Regions from separate parts of the Sus scrofa genome. Here region 2 is linked to region 1. The links are chromatin contacts, called in public HiChIP or PLAC-seq maps. All regions are on one chromosome and are shown on one strand. Each heading gives the region's core, a stretch centred on a gene start, on an enhancer-like site or on the middle of the called end of the contact. The rest is flanking DNA. Distances are from core to core; before and after follow the strand shown.

Region 1 (4,081 bases), core at 236-2,735:
AACGCTTTTACTAACTGCAGAATAGGCCTTTCTGTGACTTCGGAGACTTGGCTAGCCATATCAGTAACTTGATGCACCATGCTAGCCAATAAAGCTGGCTGGTGAGGAGGGCGGGAAGGGAGATAGTGGGCAAGGCTGGCAGAGAATGCTGAATGGATGCTCACGTGCATGCCTCTGGATTTTTTTATTTACTGTTCACATGGTTCCTTTTTCTGTGCTTTAGGAAGCAGGATTAGAGCAGTAGAATCCATTGAATTGATACACTTAAGCAGGCATGCCATTTGAGTGAAGGGGTAGTTCGTTAACCCTTGAATGTTCTATCACCAGAGCCAAGGAATCTGGTAACCTTTTAGTCTCGAAGTGTTTAGAGGCTTATTCACATTAGTTAAATTAGCCCCCTCCAAAAGATAGCAGAAAACCTGTTAAGCCCTCTTGCCATTTCCCCCTACTCATTTCATGCTTGCTTTGGCTGCTAATCTGAATTTTTTGCTACTTAGGATATTATTAAGCGTGGATGCATATTGGTCTAATTGTGATTCAGTTTCATCAAGATGTATAAGCCTCTAATGAGTAATTACATAATTGGCACGTCTGACTTGAGTTGTACTATCATTTGAGGATTCTACTGTCTAAGAGATTCATCTAACGGTGGTATTAATAATCGGAGGTACATTCCAACTGTTATTTCATACAATGAAGTACTTCCAGTTCTCCTAGATTTTCAGACTCATTATCAGTATTGGTAGCTAATTCTGGTAAACTTCCTTCTACCTATGTGCAGGTCCCTGTACTCCAGCCAGCACAGGCATGGTAACCAGAAGTGAATTGGCTAAATGGTAGCACCACTGGGCTGCTTATTGGGTTTGAGGAGATCTTTATAGAAAAAGCATGGAATTGCATTCCTCAATTAAAAAAAAAAAAAAAAACTGTCCATGTCTTGATCTTTAATGATAATGAGCTAGAGTAGTAAAAGGCTCTGCTAGCTCTCTTAAGAGTTGGACTTTGGATAATAGAGATGCCTATTTCTCCACAGTTTGTTGAAAAACTACTCAATTGAGTCACAAGTAACATTGTCAGAGCTCTCACACATACATTGCTTTTGGTCCCAGGATATGCCTGTGTAGCAGGCAGTGTAACAGTGATAAGGAAACTGATCCTTGTTTAGGGTCAAACAGTTAATCTGACCCTAGATCTGACTTGAATGCATTTGTCGTCCCCTTCTGATTAGAAATCTATGTGGTAACACTAGCTTGTAGAACTTTTACTAGAGGTTTTTCTCTTGAAATACCATTTCCTGCCATCTCTTGGGCTCTCCTTATCCCTGAAAAAGGTAATGGGCCTATTTTCTAGTTGTCATGCTATATGTTTGGCAAGTGAACAGAACTTTACTATTTTAGGCATAAAGCTTGGCCAAGCTTGGACTGTGCTGGTCAGTCTGTAGTAGTTCCTCACGTGGTGTGAGTGTTAAAATAACCAGAGGCTCAGCAGATTGCCTTTGCTTGGCCTTTAAGAGTCATTCTTCTGGTGTCTGTAGTTCTGTCCATATTGTGTTAAAGAGTCTACAAGATCACCAAAAACATGTTCCTTTTCTCTGAAGGATGGCATACCATAAAAAAGAGTCAAAGAAGCTTAGAAAGTGTTTTAACATACCTCTTTACTGAGGCAAATAATGCATTCCGTTAATACTTGGGTACAGGGTACCAGGTTTGGAAGGTGTTAAGATAATGGCCTTCCTAGTTCTCTTGCCACCAGTCTGTGAAGGTGGTGCAGATTCCTCAAAAGAAACCAGTATTTTTCTCAGACTCTTGTAAGAATTTAAAAATTTGATGCAAGACTCCAAATAACTAAGTATTTTATGCCAAATTAGATATCACCTTCTGTCATTCTAGTATGAATAGGACAGATAGCAGATAATTAAGAAGAACATAGAGGTTTTTTGTCAGTTTTTCCTGCAGTCTGGGAAGATAGGGTTTTTGTTTTATTTTGTTTTTGTCTTTTTGCCTTTTTCTAAGGCTGCGCCCTCAGCACATGGAGGTTCCCAGGCTAGGGGTAGAATTGGAGCTATAGCCACTGGCCTACACTAGAGCCACAGCAACGTGGGCTCCGAGCTGAGTCTGTGACCCACACCACAGCTCACGGCAATGCTGGATCCTTAACCCACTGAGCAAGGCCAGGGACCGAACCCACAACCTCATGGTTCCTAGTCGGATTCGTTAACCACTGCACCAGGACTGCCAGGACGGGAACTCCAAGATAGGGTGTGTTGTTGGTGATTTTTTTTTTTCCCCTCTTTTGAGTATTATGAGAAATAGAAAGATCTGCCTCGCCTGTCATAACTTCTGGTGGAGAACAGGCTTTCCTATCAGAGTCAATGAAACTATCTCGTCTAATACCAGGGAGCTAAGTATACAAACCATCTCGAAATTTGGGGATGGAAAGATAAATGGTTATGTGGTGGTTGGGACTTACATTTCAGAAGCATTAACTTATACGGTGAACAGGAAGAAAAGACGACACTTGATAAAACAGGGTTTGTTTGCCATAGACACAAATTCTAATTTGTTTGTAACTAGTTCTTAGCTGTGGTGTGTCCTACTAATTTATAGGGCTTTTCTGTGCTTTTCTCGTCCTGAAGCAGTTTTGATAGGTGAAAGTCCTTTAACCTGACTTCATAGCTCTGGCTCTAAGACCTAATTTCTATACTTATATTCCTGCCACACTTTAGTTAGGAGACAGCATTTGAGCTCTTTTGCTGATGTTAAAAATGCTTAGAGGGCAGAGATAGGCTCTTTATACTCAATTCATGAACTGTTTGTACCCTAAAAGCCCATTTTAATAACTTGACATTTTGAACTTGAGGTGAATTTTGAGGTGGTATGTGGAGCTATTTATTAGCAGCCTGTCCTTACAGGCAGTATTTAGTGTTTTGTCACTAAACACTATTTGGTGTTTGTTAGTATGGTGAACTGCGGTTGCAGATGTCAGCATGGTACTGGGGTAAAGTAATGTAAGATCCCTCACTCAAACGCGGTACGTGCTAGAGCTGGCTGGAGTGTGTGGCATGCTCATTGGTGAGAGGTGGTAAAGGCTATGCTTTTCTCTCCACAGATCTGTTGTGGGGAAGCTAGTCTCGAGCATTCTTGCCCAAAATGGACTGGAGTGATTTAACTTTTGGTACTTTCTTGGCCTTATTAGTATTATCTAACAGTTGGCTTAAAGACACCAGGAACACTGGTTGGAATTGCCAACTCCTTGCTTCTGGCTGAGTAGATGGGAGCTTCTAGCTAGTGAGTAAGAGCCAGTAGCTAATCTGTCTTGATCTAAATTGCCCAAGTTGCCTTTTAGAAGAGAAACACTCAGCCTGTCAATCACTGAAGGTCAAAACCATAGACGCTGTAAGATTATACAGCCTTAAGACTGGATTAGATTTGAATTAGACCGTTAACTACTGGCTTTATATTTATATCCGGTTCAGATGTTCACTGATTTTGGTTTAGTATCTGGCTTGTCCTACCTCAGAATATAGGTTATTTGACAAATGTTTATTGGAATCTCTGATCAGACCGTATATCTCAATATCTTAATAGATACCTTAATATTCTCAATACTGAAGAATTTTTGCTTACAGAAACCGAGGGCTCAGAAGAAGAGGATAAAGAAAATGACAAGGCTGAAGAAATACCAAGTGATTCGGTTCTTGAAAACAAGGTGAATATTTGTTCACCATCATCATCTGCTTTCTTATTGTAGGACTGTGGCTCATTCTAGCATAGGCATGATTATCACCCATAGCCTTTTCTTGGTTAGGGATTGGAGACCCTTTATTCATCAGGAATAGAGAGATCATTTGACCGCAAGGGGTCGCAACATACCACTGCTAACTATTACTGACCTAATGGGATGCTATGGGGTAGAATCAGTGTTCCCCCCCTTCTAAATTAAACATTTAGATTTGTAATCGAAAGATGTCTTTCTTGTGCTTCTGCCTAATACCAATGCTTTGGATATTTAGTCTCTTCAAGAAAATGAAGAGGAGGAGATTGGAAACCTAGAGCTTGCCTGGGATATGCTGGATTTAGCA
Region 2 (4,341 bases), core at 561-3,060, 210 kb before region 1:
GAAGTCAGCTACCACTGCCGAGTAACCACTCTCATCCCTCTTTATCAGGCAGTTCTGGGGTTCCCAAAGAAGAAGACAGTGTGGCTCAGAAGTGGGGACCAGCCAGCCGCAGAGCTTACCACCAGCCCTCCCTGCCGCAGGGCACCACGTCCTCTGCTCCTTGGTGACACCACACGCTCAGGCTGACCCCAGTGGCCAGTCCTAGGGGCTCAGATGGCCATCTGAGACGAGTTAGGGCTGGGTCTTGAGGCTGCCCTAGGATTCATGTCATGCTTCATACACAAGTCTTTTTTTTTTTTTTGTCTTTTGTCCTTTGGTCTTTAAGGCCGCACCCACAGCATATGGAGGTTCCCAGGCTAGGGGTCTAATTGGGGCCGTAGCCGCTGGCCTACACCACAGCCATAGCAAAGCGGGATCCGAGCTGCATCTGCAACCTACACCACAGCTCACAGCAACACCAGATCCTTAACCCACTGAGCGAGGCCAGGGATGGAACCCAGAACCTCATGGTTACTAGCCAGGTTCTTTAACGACTGAGCCACGACGGGAACTCCCCAAACATTAATATTTATCTTTGCTGCCTATGTGCTAGGGATGGTTTTAAGTGTCAGCAATACCTCAGTGAACAGAACCTGTCCTCCTGGAGCTTACGATCTAGTGGAGGCAGACAGACCTGCAGGCCTCTGGCCTCCCTTCATGCTTCCCTCCGAATGCACAGATCCAGGCCTGACTTTGCCAAGTAACGTAAGCACAGGACAAGCACCCAAGCCTACATGAACGTTCACTGCCCACAAAACCACAACCAGTCTCCTGTCGATGTTAAAAGCACATGATCTGGCTCAAACCAACCAACTCCCGCCCTCCTCTGTGTCCCTGGTGCCACCACGTACACATCTTCATGCAAAGCGTCACAGACGAGATTGATTTGGGAAGCCTTTGTCTTTGCCTACACTGTTCCCCACCGTCTGGAAGGTTCTCCCAATTCTTTTCACCTCAGAATTCTGTGTGTCTGAGGACAGGCTGGCTCTTGCGGCTCCGACCTCTCCAGCTCTCATCTTCATCTCTCTCTCACCTTAACTCTGACTCCGCCCCTGTGGCGCTTCCTCTTACGGCCAAGCAGAGGGCCGTCAGGAGCAAGTCCGGGTGTGGGCCCTCCCTCCCAGTCCTCACCTCGTGAGAGGCTCAGAACAAGCTCACTGAACAAATGCTGCTGCCCTCACAGGACGGACCCACACGACTTGAAAGTAAACACAAAGCAGCAACAAGCTCTCTCCAAAATAGCTGCATTCAAAATGGCCCTGAACTACTCCGGCTCAGAAGACACCGCCCTCCACCCCCACCCCCTTCCTCCAGAGGCAGCAGAGAGCAGGGGTCCTTGGCTCACGGGGACATTTCTGGGGCCAGCAAGACCCTCTATCCTCGAACCAGCCCTCCCTCTCTTCCTCCCCCTGGCATCCAGGTGCCAAGCCCTGCAACGTCACCTGCTTACGCCACTTCAGGGACAAAGTAGTCACTTACTCTGGCCTTGGTGCCACCACACTATTCTCTTTCCCTGAGCTGTGAGGTCATCACATCCTCTCCTACCCTGGATCCCTGGGAGACATACTGTTTCCGGCTTCTAAGCAGGACTGTCCTTTTGCTTGTCCCGGCTTTAACCCTCCCTTCAGTCCCGCTGGCTCAGCGAACCCCACCCCCACCCCAGCTCCCTGACTTCACTTTCTGTGAGAAGATGGGCTCTAGGCCCGCTTGCCTATCAGCCAGCCAAAGCCTGAGCTATGTTGGGCACTGGCTTGTGACGCAGTGGCGGCTCAGATCTGTCACCTGTTTTTCTCCCCTCCTTACACCACGACTTACACCACAGCTCATGGCAACACCAGATCCTTAACCCACTGAGTGAGGCCAGGGATCGAACCCACATCCTCATGGTTGCTAGTCAGATTTGTTTCCGCTGCACCATGACGGGAACTCCTCTCCTCCTCTTCTTTAACCAACAACTCAGGCTTCTGTCTCCAAGGCTCAGTCTAAAGTCCTATGTACTATTTGCTTTGTGGCCTCACAAAGAACCCTGTTAAATTCAACTTGGGAGCAGCAAGTAAGGACTAGAACATGGCCACAGCACACGGCCCCCTGTCAAAGCTGTTCCATTTCTGCCCCGTCTTCACATTCGTGGAGACCTCTTGTCACTGCAAACCCCCCATCCGGGAGTGAGACGTCACAGCAGCTTCTCTGAGCAGCTGAGAAATGGCTAAGGCAGGGGTGATCAGGGCCCTGCAACATGGGGCAGGCCTGCCTAGCCCAACACTGGAGTGTGACCACTGCCTCTCTTAAAGCTTCTCCATGGTGGAGTTCCTGTCGTGGCTCAGCAGAAATGAATCTGACTAGCATCCATGAAGACGCAGGTTCGATCCCAGGCCTCACTTGGTGGGTTAAGGATCCGGCATTGCCGTGAGCTGTAGTGTAGCTTGCAGATGTGGCTCGGACCTCGCATTGCTGTGGCTGTGGCGTAGGTCGGCAGCTGCAGCTCCCACTTGACCCCTAGCCTGGGAACTTCCATATGCTGCAGGTGCGGCCCCAAGCAAGCAAGCAAGCAAGCTTCTCCATAGCCAATAGCCAGGCACTGGAGCCAAAGACAAAGATGGAATATACTGAAAGGCAAAAGAGCTGCCATTCGAAGTCTCTCCCTGAGGTGATGAGGGAAATGGGGAGGAACCCTGACCATCAGTTCCTAGGGGGTTTCAGCAAACGCCCGGCCTGCCCTTATGGGGTCTACACTGGAGGAGTTTGGCTGGCAACACCTGCTGCTTTTACTTCCTTATCTCCCGCTCCTTCCTCCCTGGCTTCTGCTGGAAGTGTTCCCACTGGAGATCCCAGTGCATTCCATGGCATTAAGCTCAGTAGACACAATCAGTCCTTATATCACGTGTTCTTCCTGCTGCTGAACACGCTGCCAGGCAGGTTATTTCCTTTGGTGCTTTTACGTAAGATTCAGGACTCCTATTAGCACTAGATGTGCAGAGACCAAGCAGCTGTGGTCCTGGAACTAACAGACTAGCTATTAGAGCCTAGTTCTTTTTGGTCATGCCCACGGCATGCAGAAATTCCTGAGCCACAGCAGTAACCCAAGCCACGGCAGGAACAAGACCAAGTCCTTAACTGCTAGGCCACCAGGGAACTCCTCTTCTTGTTCCTTTGTGATTCTTCTTTCTTGGCTTCTATGCCACTGTGGATTTCCTTCGCTGTACATGCCAGGGCTGGCTCTCCTTCCCATCCCTCGAGGTCTCAGGGGTCTCACTCGGGCCCACAGCTTGTGCTCCACTGTGGAGGCTCTTCCACATTTCTTCTCTAATCACCGCCTCTGCGCTGATGTCTCCCAAATGCATGACTTCAGCACCGACCTTTACACTCAAGCTCCCAATTTGCACACCCAGTCTATTTCTGGACATCTCCTCCTGGACTATTCACGCTGAACTCCAAACATGCAAACCTGAACTCATCTTTTTCCTCCCAAATGAAAACTCTAGCTATATTTTTTTTTTGAGGGGGTCACACCTGAAGCATGCAGAAGTTCCCAGGCCAAGGATCGAACATGTGCCACCGCAACAATCCAAACCACAGCTATGACAATGTCAGATCCTTAGCCCACTCAGCTGTATTTTTACGTCAAATGCCACTGCCACTTTCCATCCAGTTTGCTACTTCAGCTATCTGGGGCGCACTTGCGATTTCTCACTCTAAGTAATTTTAGCCTCTATGTGTTTTTCAAACCGGTCCCTCCCTCTTTATCTGAATTCCCATTGCCCTAGGTCAGGTCCTCCCCGAACATCACAACATGCCAGACTTGCGCTCCGTAATTTCTGCCAACGTGGTCTCGGTAAATGCAGATCTGTGTTACTCCCCTACTGAAAAGCGAGCAGTGACATTGCATCATTCCATGTATGTGAAATGAGAAATAGAAATAAGAATAAGAAATAAGAAAATCCAGAGAAACCGAAAAAAGATGAGTGGTTTCCAGAGGCTGGAGAGAGAGAACAGGGTACGGGGCTTTCTTTTTAGAGTGATGAAAAGTGCTGAAATTAGATAATGGTGATGACTGAAACCACTGAAATGTACTTTAAAAGGGTTAATTTTATTTATTTTTTCCTTTTAGGGCAGCATACGGAAGTTGCTGGAGGTAGGGGTCAAATCGAATCTGCAGCTGCCACAGCCACAGCCACACCACCAGATCTGAGCCACATCTGCCACCTGTGCTGCACTTTGCAGCAATGCTGATCCTTAACCTACTGAGTGTGGCAAGGGATCGAACCTGCATTCTCATAGATATTACTTGGATTTTTAACCTGC

Evidence for each region. HiChIP or PLAC-seq counts read pairs in DNA pulled down with a chosen protein or histone mark.
Region 2: a contact with region 1 is called in an H3K27ac HiChIP or PLAC-seq map of skeletal muscle. The contact joins two enhancer-like sites. A contact is called at or near these places in 1 of 5 promoter capture datasets (fetal liver) and 2 of 2 datasets of contacts at active chromatin or transcription factors (alveolar macrophages and skeletal muscle).

The regions. Positions count from the first base shown.
Region 1 is chr6:165,779,430-165,783,510 of Sscrofa11.1, reverse strand. NASP (nuclear autoantigenic sperm protein) reads left to right here. Exons shown (of 14, transcript XM_021096741.1): 6 at 3,629-3,708; 7 at 4,013-4,081. Among named protein-coding and RNA genes, the nearest start is that of CCDC17, 13 kb to the right of the region's middle. Within about 2 kb of position 1,485, at least 3 of the 83 cell types and tissues checked have an H3K27ac peak or open chromatin away from gene starts, as enhancers often do. A contact at or near this core is called in skeletal muscle, where this site is marked.
Region 2 is chr6:165,991,905-165,996,245 of Sscrofa11.1, reverse strand. TESK2 (dual specificity testis-specific protein kinase 2) reads right to left here. Exons shown (of 12, transcript XM_021096752.1): 7 at 1-54. Among named protein-coding and RNA genes, the nearest start is that of MUTYH, 8.8 kb to the left of the region's middle. Within about 2 kb of position 1,810, at least 3 of the 83 cell types and tissues checked have an H3K27ac peak or open chromatin away from gene starts, as enhancers often do. A contact at or near this core is called in skeletal muscle, where this site is marked.